Linked DNA regions of Gossypium hirsutum: region 2 is linked to region 1. A link is a contact called in public Hi-C data. All regions are on one chromosome and are shown on one strand. The core of a region is the stretch at or near the end of the contact, and the rest is flanking DNA. Distances in the headings are between cores, read along the strand shown. Region 1 holds the start of LOC107935962. Region 2 holds the start of LOC107935978 (regulatory-associated protein of TOR 1).

Evidence for each region. A called contact is a pair of places that touch in the nucleus more often than the background predicts.
Region 2: a contact with region 1 is called in a Hi-C map of leaf, with 1.6 times the contacts expected there. The contact joins the promoter of LOC107935978 here to the promoter of LOC107935962 in region 1. A contact is called at or near these places in 6 of 34 Hi-C or Micro-C datasets (callus, leaf and seedling).

Annotation. Positions count from the first base shown.
Region 1 is chrA02:268,962-273,525 of Gossypium_hirsutum_v2.1, reverse strand. It overlaps LOC107935962, which reads right to left and starts at 2,524. Exons shown (of 9, transcript XM_016868590.2): 1 at 1,873-2,524; 2 at 850-1,035. The coding sequence starts at 2,121. It overlaps LOC107935961, which reads right to left. Exons shown (of 9, transcript XM_016868589.2): 9 at 4,097-4,514. The coding sequence ends at 4,454.
Region 2 is chrA02:405,430-409,993 of Gossypium_hirsutum_v2.1, reverse strand. LOC107935978 (regulatory-associated protein of TOR 1) reads right to left here and starts at 2,225. Exons shown (of 23, transcript XM_041087588.1): 1 at 1,365-2,225; 2 at 160-262. The coding sequence starts at 1,694. It overlaps LOC107935989 (alanine--glyoxylate aminotransferase 2 homolog 3, mitochondrial), which reads right to left. Exons shown (of 9, transcript XM_016868627.2): 7 at 4,533-4,564; 8 at 4,369-4,455; 9 at 3,114-3,359. The coding sequence ends at 3,316.

The sequences.
Region 1 (4,564 bases), core at 1,275-3,774:
ATTATTTTTGCCTTTTTGCAGAACGGAAAAAAGTGGAAGTCTTATTCCATTAAAATGGGAAAAGCATAGACATCTCTCTCAATCTAAAATGCAATAACCAACAAAGTAATGCTTGAACTGCACAAAAAACTGGCAAGGATGAGAAAGTATTCCTAATCACCTTATTAATTACTGAGTAAATGGAATTTAAAATCAAAGAAAGGAGAAGAAGGAAAACCTTAACAACCCACAAAACAATTGCTCACTTAGAGGCTTCAGCAAGATCAATTAAAGAAGAAAAAAGTTTTATATACCACAGTCCATGTTTGACAAATAAGATCAGCCTGAAAAGCTATAAGAAAGTATTTATTTAGGAGAAATTAATTAATTGGCCGCAAAAACCGCTATATCCAATATTTATAAAATGAATGGTTGTCACAAATATCAGAATGCACAAAAGAAGAAGAGTGAACTCTTACTAAAGCTTGGAATATCTGAAAAATATAAATTCATAAACTTTTTAAATGTTTTACTTCTACTCTTGTGAGGAAAAAACTACAACTCTGCTATCTGGTCAGAGCATAGAAATCATTAGTCCTTTTGCTTTTCCCAAAATAGCATTCATCAAATTGAAAAGGGAAAACATGTCAAAGCATCAAGACCTTTTACTGCTGAGTTTTCTACGTAATAACGATGCTAAAATAATGGTTGAGGAGGCAAAACGCAAAATGAAAATAGATATAAAATGTCAACAAAAAGAATAAAGAATGAAGTAAACCTTATGTAAACAGGTTAGTCTCTTATGGATCACAAAACAAATAATTTGACTAAGCAAAGATCTACAGAGACATATCAGTTGAAGTTAAAAACCTCTGCCCGAATTAATTGCACATCCTTCACTACAAACTCAGCAGCAGTGTTATGATCTTCTCTTTCAAGGACAGAACACACATCATTTGCCAGAGCCTCCTCAAAGATTAAGCCTCCGAAGGCAGTCAAGTCGATATCTCCATCAGGAAGATAGGTCTTCAAGGGCACTGACCCAAACGGAAATACCTGTAATAAATACAAGCTAAAGGATTAATATCTATACAAATCAATCGCTAATTTAAATGAATGCTCTTAGGTTCATGATCACACCAATTGATAGCTATGAAAACCAAGACAGCTCTTAGGTTGATGATCACACCAACCGATAGCTATGAAAACCAAGACAGCAAAACGACAAAAACAATATATGAGACAATTATCACCATATTACTGAAAAAAAATGTATACGTCATATCGTCATTAACAGCCAGGTTGTTTTCAGCTGGAAACATTAAATGACAAATTTCCAAACTGAATTTCACCGTTATAGATAATTCCTTTTATGTACTCCGCTGTAATGTAACAAATATGAACCGCATTCAGTCAATCACAGATGTCAAATACTCAAAAGCACCCAATGAATAGTCCCATTATCACATCTAACTCCCAATGGACGAGACTTTAGCTAGACGTGACATTCATAAAGGTAGAACATTAACATTGTAGAAACCTCATCCATGTGATAGAGAATTTGCAATTTCCAAATGGATCGATCTCTACAACAACTATTAAGCCTAATTACGATGAATTAGAGGTTCTTCCACCACTATTCTTAGTTTTTATTTTATCAACAAATACTAATCATGTTTTCTCTTAGGTGACTCCAAACTACACAAGAATTAAGTTTAAAGCTTACACTCCATCCTAAAAATTCTTGTACTAGTAAATATAACAAATACGGTAGCCATTTCCATTTTCCACCTAAATTACTAGTTTCGAGAAAATGCTAACATTTTATCCATTTAAATCAATAAAAAGCAAAATTGAAAACTTAATTAATGTTTTTTTCTTCAAAAACCTAACCTCACAACCAAGATAATTTTTAATTAATCTCTGTACGTAATCGGTAACCGCTTTTCTCCTCTCTTCCGAAACAACAGTTGGCTGGACACGGGCTATGATCCCCTGCGTTGCTTCCTCGGCTTTTCTCCAATACTCCGCACTAATCCCCTTTTGATTCGGTGATGAAGATGGTGACGATGAATACCTGTCTCTTGACGAGACGCCGTTTGTTTCAGGCGACCAATCTAGGAGATCGCCCATCAAAAACATCAACAACAAAAAAACAGCCGCCCCTCTTCCTCCCTACGGCAAAACAATTCCGCCGCTTCACGTCTCAACGGAACGTCCAATCATTCAACGCGCTTTAGGTCGCCGCCGCCCTAAACCAACGTCCCTTCTGATGATCTAAAAACACGTTTTATTTTTTTGTTATTGTTATTCACGGTCAGGGTTTCGGGGGGGGGGGGAGAGACAAAGGAAATAAAACGACAGGGGAAATTACGACAAAACGACGGTGAAACACTGTGGAATATCTTTTTCTTTTTGCGTTTTATTGAAATTGGGGAAAAATAAAATTTGATTGTTGTAAAAAGGTAGAATCTAAAAGTGTGCGATCACGGCGGCGGCTGGAAACAGTGGTGGTTAGGGTTTGTTCCCTTTAGGACTGGGCTGGGCCTTGATTGCCCTTCTACTATTTGTCTTAATTTAAAGAATTTAAATTTATTGTAAAATCTATGCAAATTTTTATTTGTTATATTTTGGTGAAATTTTTTTTTATTATAAATATATTTTAGAGTTAAGTCAAAAAATTATTTTAGACGATAAATTTAAATTATAACTTTTTAGTAGTTAAAGTGCAATTCTATTATTATACTAATTCATATTTTTATAATTTTTATATCATTTTAGACATAAAATTATTGCGTATTCCTTAAATTCACCTTTTGATGGAACTCAATCTTGAAAATTTATTGACCTGGAACCTTAACTAAAGATGTTTATATTTTGAATATTGGATTTATTTTAGTGACCCATTTCCCTATTTAAAATTAATAAAAAAATAAATTTATATTTATATTTATATTTATATTTATATTTATCATTAAAATAAAATAAAAATATTTTTATTATTTATTGAATAGTAAAATGAGTTATTTTGGGCATGTCTAGGCAAGTAAAGCTTGAGCTTTGAAATCAAGTTTCAACTTAACTCCATTAATGAACGCCTCTAGCATTGGTCTTAACCAACAATGCAAATGCCAGTAATGTGTGTTTTTTATTACATAAATTGTGTCTTTAGGTAATATTTAAAAAAATATTTTTTGACTACTTTTATTAAAATAAATTTAAAAAAACTTGAATATTATTTTATTATATTGTAAAGATATGGGATATTATTAGTTATTCTAAACCTGGTTATGATTGTTTTTAAAAGAAATAAATTAAGGATAATAACTCATACCTTATTTAGCATAAACTAAATTAAAGGAAAAAAAATTTTGGGTGAATTACATGAAGAGGGTAAAGCCCTAATAGCAACGTAATTAGAGTGACTTGAACTCAAACCACATTCAAAACGGTAAACATTCTAACCATCGAGCCAATACACAGAGTTCAAAGATATTTATAATATTATAGCCTTATTCAGTTTATATGGTTTGCCATATTCAAATTTAGTATATATTTTGCTACAAAAATAATTCAAGGAACTTAATTACTTGCTAATTAAATAATCAAGTCTTTGAGAATAATATATTAATTTAACATAAAAATTACAAAAAAAGGTAATTTTTAGATTTAATATATTAAATAATTTGTAATGCTTTGGGCTTAGAAAAATTATTCACTATTCCATGCTCTAAATGCTATATTTAGTGTATTGGTGATCTCTACTGTAAATCATTAAAAGAAATAACATTTTTAATGTTGTTATTTTTTTTGGATTTTAAATTATTTTTATATTTTATTTTAACTTTTTAAAGTTCTTTTTGCAAGTGACTTAAAAGAGGATACTCTTTTCTTTAATATTTCACATAAGTTTTCTTTAATATTTCACATAAGTTAGCTAATGAACTATAAAGAACTAAAAGTAATCTTTAATTGCTTTTTTAAGTTAAAGACTAAATTGATAAATTTTATAAATGTTGAAGGTCAAGTCAGTTTAATAGGTAAACAACAAATTAATAAAACAACATTATAGACAGCTAAAAGAAGACTATTTGACAGTATAAAGTTACATCAACAATAAGCAATAACAATATCTGCTTCTATACTTTTTTTTCTTTGCCAGAAAACCAGTGGCAAAGATATCAAAACCTGGGCAAAATTAACAACAAAAGAGAAGGCATAATTCAACAATCCTATACATCAATAACTCACTATAAAAAGTACAGCTACGACCAGATTTAAAAAGGGACCAAAATAAAATTAGTTGAAATGTACATTATATGCCTTTGAACCACACAAAAACTAATCAAACTCCATACATGTAAACGAGCTTCGGAATATGGCTATATTCCGAGAGCAATATTCACACGAGCTGAGGGCTCAGGCTTTGTGGCTTTTGTTAGCGTTTTTACCTGTCTCTATTCTTCGGTGATTTTCAGATGGATAAAGGAGGGAAATCTTCTTCGTTTTTTAAATGGAATGATTGTACAAGTATCCTGCATGTTAGGAGAAGTAAGAAAAAAGGCACAGAGAATAGTAATACGTA
Region 2 (4,564 bases), core at 976-3,475, 140 kb before region 1:
CATGCTCAACGAATCAACTAGCATTTATTTCGGTCACTTATTAAAATAACACGAAACTTATTAAAGATTTCTTGAGGAATAATCATGAGCATTAAAGCTTCAATAACCATTAAATAGCAAAAATGCAAAAATAAGAGAGAATTGACTCAAAAAACATACCAGTCCAGCACTCCATTCTTGCGCAAGGAGATATTTTTATTACATCAGGTGGATCAACACTGATATTTAAACATAAAACTAGGGCCACACATCCTGTCTTCATCTGCATATGAAGTCGTAAGTCAAGTGAATATGGTCAAGCACACCATATCAAGACAAATTAAAGGGAAAATAGTTCTTAGGGGATGGTTTCTAATATTTATCAAGAAGAAACATACTATTATCTAAGAATCAAATTCAGTTCCAAGAAAGAAAATATTACTCAATGTATTAAAGAAACCCGAGCAAAGAGGCTGCTGAAAGATAAAAACAATCTTTTTAATGCACACTTTAGGAAGTAGAATGCGAACAAATTTGGTATAGTATAACACTATTTCAAATTATTTGTGTTCTGCATGTTTAGGCTTTATAAATCTCTTTAAGCAGACATAACAATCTTCCACAATATTCTCTCCTTAGTTTGCTTTTAGATTCAAAATTCATGTCAAAACCTAAAAGGTAAAAATAGAATACATTTCACCATGGCATGTTCAAAACACTAAGCTACAGGAGAAGGTATGGGAATTGTTACTTCAGATGAAATTAAAAAGGATTAAAAGAATGAGTTTCTACTCTGAAGGCTCTAGTGTGCAAATACATAAACAACCAACCATTCAAAACATTTTCCTTAGTCAGTAGTTCATCACATGGCAAATGACATACTGGGATGGTAAAAACAACAGCAGATTACTTAATGTACAAAGTATTCAACTCTTCCAGACTCTAATGCTTTGATTTGGAGGAGTACAATGTCTTCATGACTTCCATTGCTAGGTGACCACATCAAATTCAAGGATTTCAAACTTAATTGACAGTACTAATTCCATAATGTTATGCTAGCACATCTAAGAATCCCCCTCCCTTCTATCCAATGTACTAAAGCCCTATTAAAATTTTAGTTTTAGACCCAAAATGGCATAGATATGAACCAATTTTAGCAACATTTCTAATAACCTCTAAACGAAGTCAAATTTTCTTAACCTCTAAACGAAGTCAAATTTTCTTACTTCCGAATATCAATAGGAAATTCTAATTATTTGCACAATCCCATCTTTTCCTACTGCAGTGTAAATATTTTTTTCTCTTAAACCCATTATTAGATATAATCAGTCAAACGAATGGTAAGCAAAAAAAGAAGAAAACAAGCTAGAAAGGAAAGGACTTACTCGGTCCTTGGGGCGCCATTTGGAAACAAGGCCACTATCAGAGGGTCCAGTTGGCGTGGAAGCTTCAAAGGCAGCATGCCGAAGCTCGCATAAAACAACAGTTTGCGGCAAGTAAGCCATGATCGTAGGCACAGTGGCCGTGGAAGTAACGGCATTGGCGTAACTGCTAGTTGATACAGCATCTAAATCCCTCCTCTGAGACATCAAGTCAGCATAAGCAACATCGTCCTCATGGTAGCCGCCACTGCTGACGTTACCGTCGATGACATGATTCGATACCGCCAACGACAATTGCGAAAATCGTGACGTCATCAGATCACCCAATGCCATTCAAATCCCGCGAAACAAAAAAAAAATACAAACACAAAAAACCCTCGGATTCAAAATTTTAATCAATAGAAACTAATCTCACCAAAACCTAGCCTTTTTTTTGCTCCAAACTGATCAACAAGAGAAACTGATACGCATATATAGAGTGAGATGGGAAAAGGAAAGAGATTTGATCAACGAAGCCGCTGGACCAGCGGCGCATTGAGATTCGCCAGAAGAAAGAGAGATAATCCAGCTCGGAAATTTGTAGAAGGAAACCGAGAAAGGGGAAAGTTGAAGGATTTGAAACCCTAGATGACGGCGGCGGCGACGACGACGATGCTGGTGTGGTGGTGGAGCATAGAACAGTGACGGCACAATAAAAAAATGATGTATTAAAATTAAATTTTAATTTTAATTTTTTGAATAATAAAAATAAAAATGAAAGAGAGAAAGGGAAGGGAAGTGTATCTTAAGTCTCAAAGCTGAAATATGGATTTTTTTTTTTAATTTTGTTTTTTTGGTTAAAAAAGTGTTATGCGTTTCCACTGTGCATTGTTTTTACGCCTGCGTTTCCTTTATATTTATATATTCTACTCTATCCCAATTTAAATACGATTCAATTATAAAAAAAATTAATAATATTAATCCGAATTGATTCAATCTGAAAAAAATTAATTTAAATCAAAGTAATTTATTAATGATAAAACTTTAGATTGGATTCTTAATACATTAAGTGTTATCTTTAGTAAAGATCTTGTCTAAAACTAGAGATAGCTCTTTCCTAACTCATAAATAGGAGGAAAATGCATTTCAGCGCTCTCGAACCCACATCCTCTTACATTAATAATAATGTTGATACCAATCGAGTTATGACTTAATCGATAAATTTTATTAAAAGCTTAAATGACTAAAAAAGGTAATGAATTCGTAAAGTATAGGTTCAAATCCAATAATTATATATAAGACAAGGATTCGGTCTCATCTATGCACAAACACACATGATTTGCCTTCTCAAGCACTTGATGAGACGTTATTGCTCTCTATACCCATTAGTTTTTCAATCATTCAGACTTTTGATAGAATTAGGAGTTAAAACTCTATCGAAGATAATAATTGACTAAAAAATAAAATTGAATAGTTGAGTGACGATTTTGTAATTTTTTATAGTTATATGGCTAAAAAGGAAATTTATTAATAATTAGTGACCATTTTGTAATTTTTATAATTAAATAACCAAAAAAGTATTAATAATTAAGTAATTATCGGTGTAATTTACTCTTAATTTAATTTGAATGAAATAACAGAATTGGGTTTTTCTTTAATTTCTTGTTGATATAAATTAAACCATGGGGGACTTTGAGATCCAAAATCTTTTGGGGTCAATTTGTTAAATTTATTGAAGCATTAATCTATAGATGGATTGATGATTTTCACATATAAGACTAAGGGAGTTTATGATACACATTGATAACTTCAGACTTAAAACATCTAATTATATTCTATTTTTTTCTACATTTAAATCAAGCGCTTCGTAATTCATTCGATGCTTAACTTAATTGATTCGTGTAATCATTTTTTTGTAATCTTTTCTCGTATTATTGAGCTTCAACCTCGTTTGCATGAAAGAATAACGGAGGCGTTACATCTTTGACATTGTGTAATCCATAGCATCTACAAGGAAATCTGCAACAAGAAATTCAGAAGGAAATGAACTTACGTTATTTGGACTTGGATGTGAGTTTTACATATGGATATATATTACCTCCTAGATCTATGTCGAGAATCCAAAAATGAGTAGGACACGAGTATTTAAAAAGATAAAATTATAAATTTAACTCTCAATGTTTACACTTTTATCAATTTAGGCTTTAATTTTTTTAAGCTAAATTTGGCTTTTAATCTTTACAAAAAGAGTCAAATCACTTTTCTTTAACAGAAAATGTTGACTAAAATATTAATTTTGTAACATTATTGGCCTGCCAACTCACATGAGAGTCCATGTACACTTTATGATTAAATGCCCTATTTTTTTTATATGTCACACCAACAATTAATTTAAAAATTATAAAAATTAAAAATAAATCAAAATTAAAAAAAAGTATAAAAAGTTCATAAAGATTCAAAAAAATTAACATGAAGTATACTCGGATTGCCATGAAGGCTATCGCGTTTATAAAATTAACATTTTAGCTAGTATTTTTGTTTAAAAAAATTTATTTCGATTCTATTTCAAAATGTTGATGGTCAAATTTAACTCTTTTTAAAAGGTTGAGGGTCAAGTCTAGCTCAAAAAAAGAATAATGGTTAAATTGAAAAAAAATGTAAATGTTAAGAGCTAAATTTGATATTAAGTAATCCATGTTAGTAGTCACCCATTTATGTTTTTTTTCTTTTTCTTTTTTAGCCACTCAACTATGAAAAGTCACAAAATAATCATTCAATTATTAGTTTTTTTTTGTCACTCAACTATTCAATTTTGTCTTTTTTGGTCACCCAACTATCTTGGATTTTTGGGTGTTTTTATTTTACATTAGTTAGCTGATGACAAAGAAAGACAAAATTGAGTAGTCAGGTGACCTTTTTGTAACTTTTTTATAATTGAATAACAAAAAAAAAACCATAGTTGGGTGGCTTTTACTGCAATTTACCCAAAAAATAGAGTCGGAATAACATCCGAAACGGAGTAACTCACCTGCATCTTCCTTAGAAAAGCAAAGTGGAGGTGTAATTCTAAATACATTGCCATAAAATCCACCTTTCCCAACCAATACACCGATCTCTACAATAAGATTACCAGATCATTAGTAACTTAAACAAAGTACATTCCATGGCAGGCTTAATGTGAAGAAACCTAACCTTTCATTTGGTCCAATACATGAAGTGTTTCA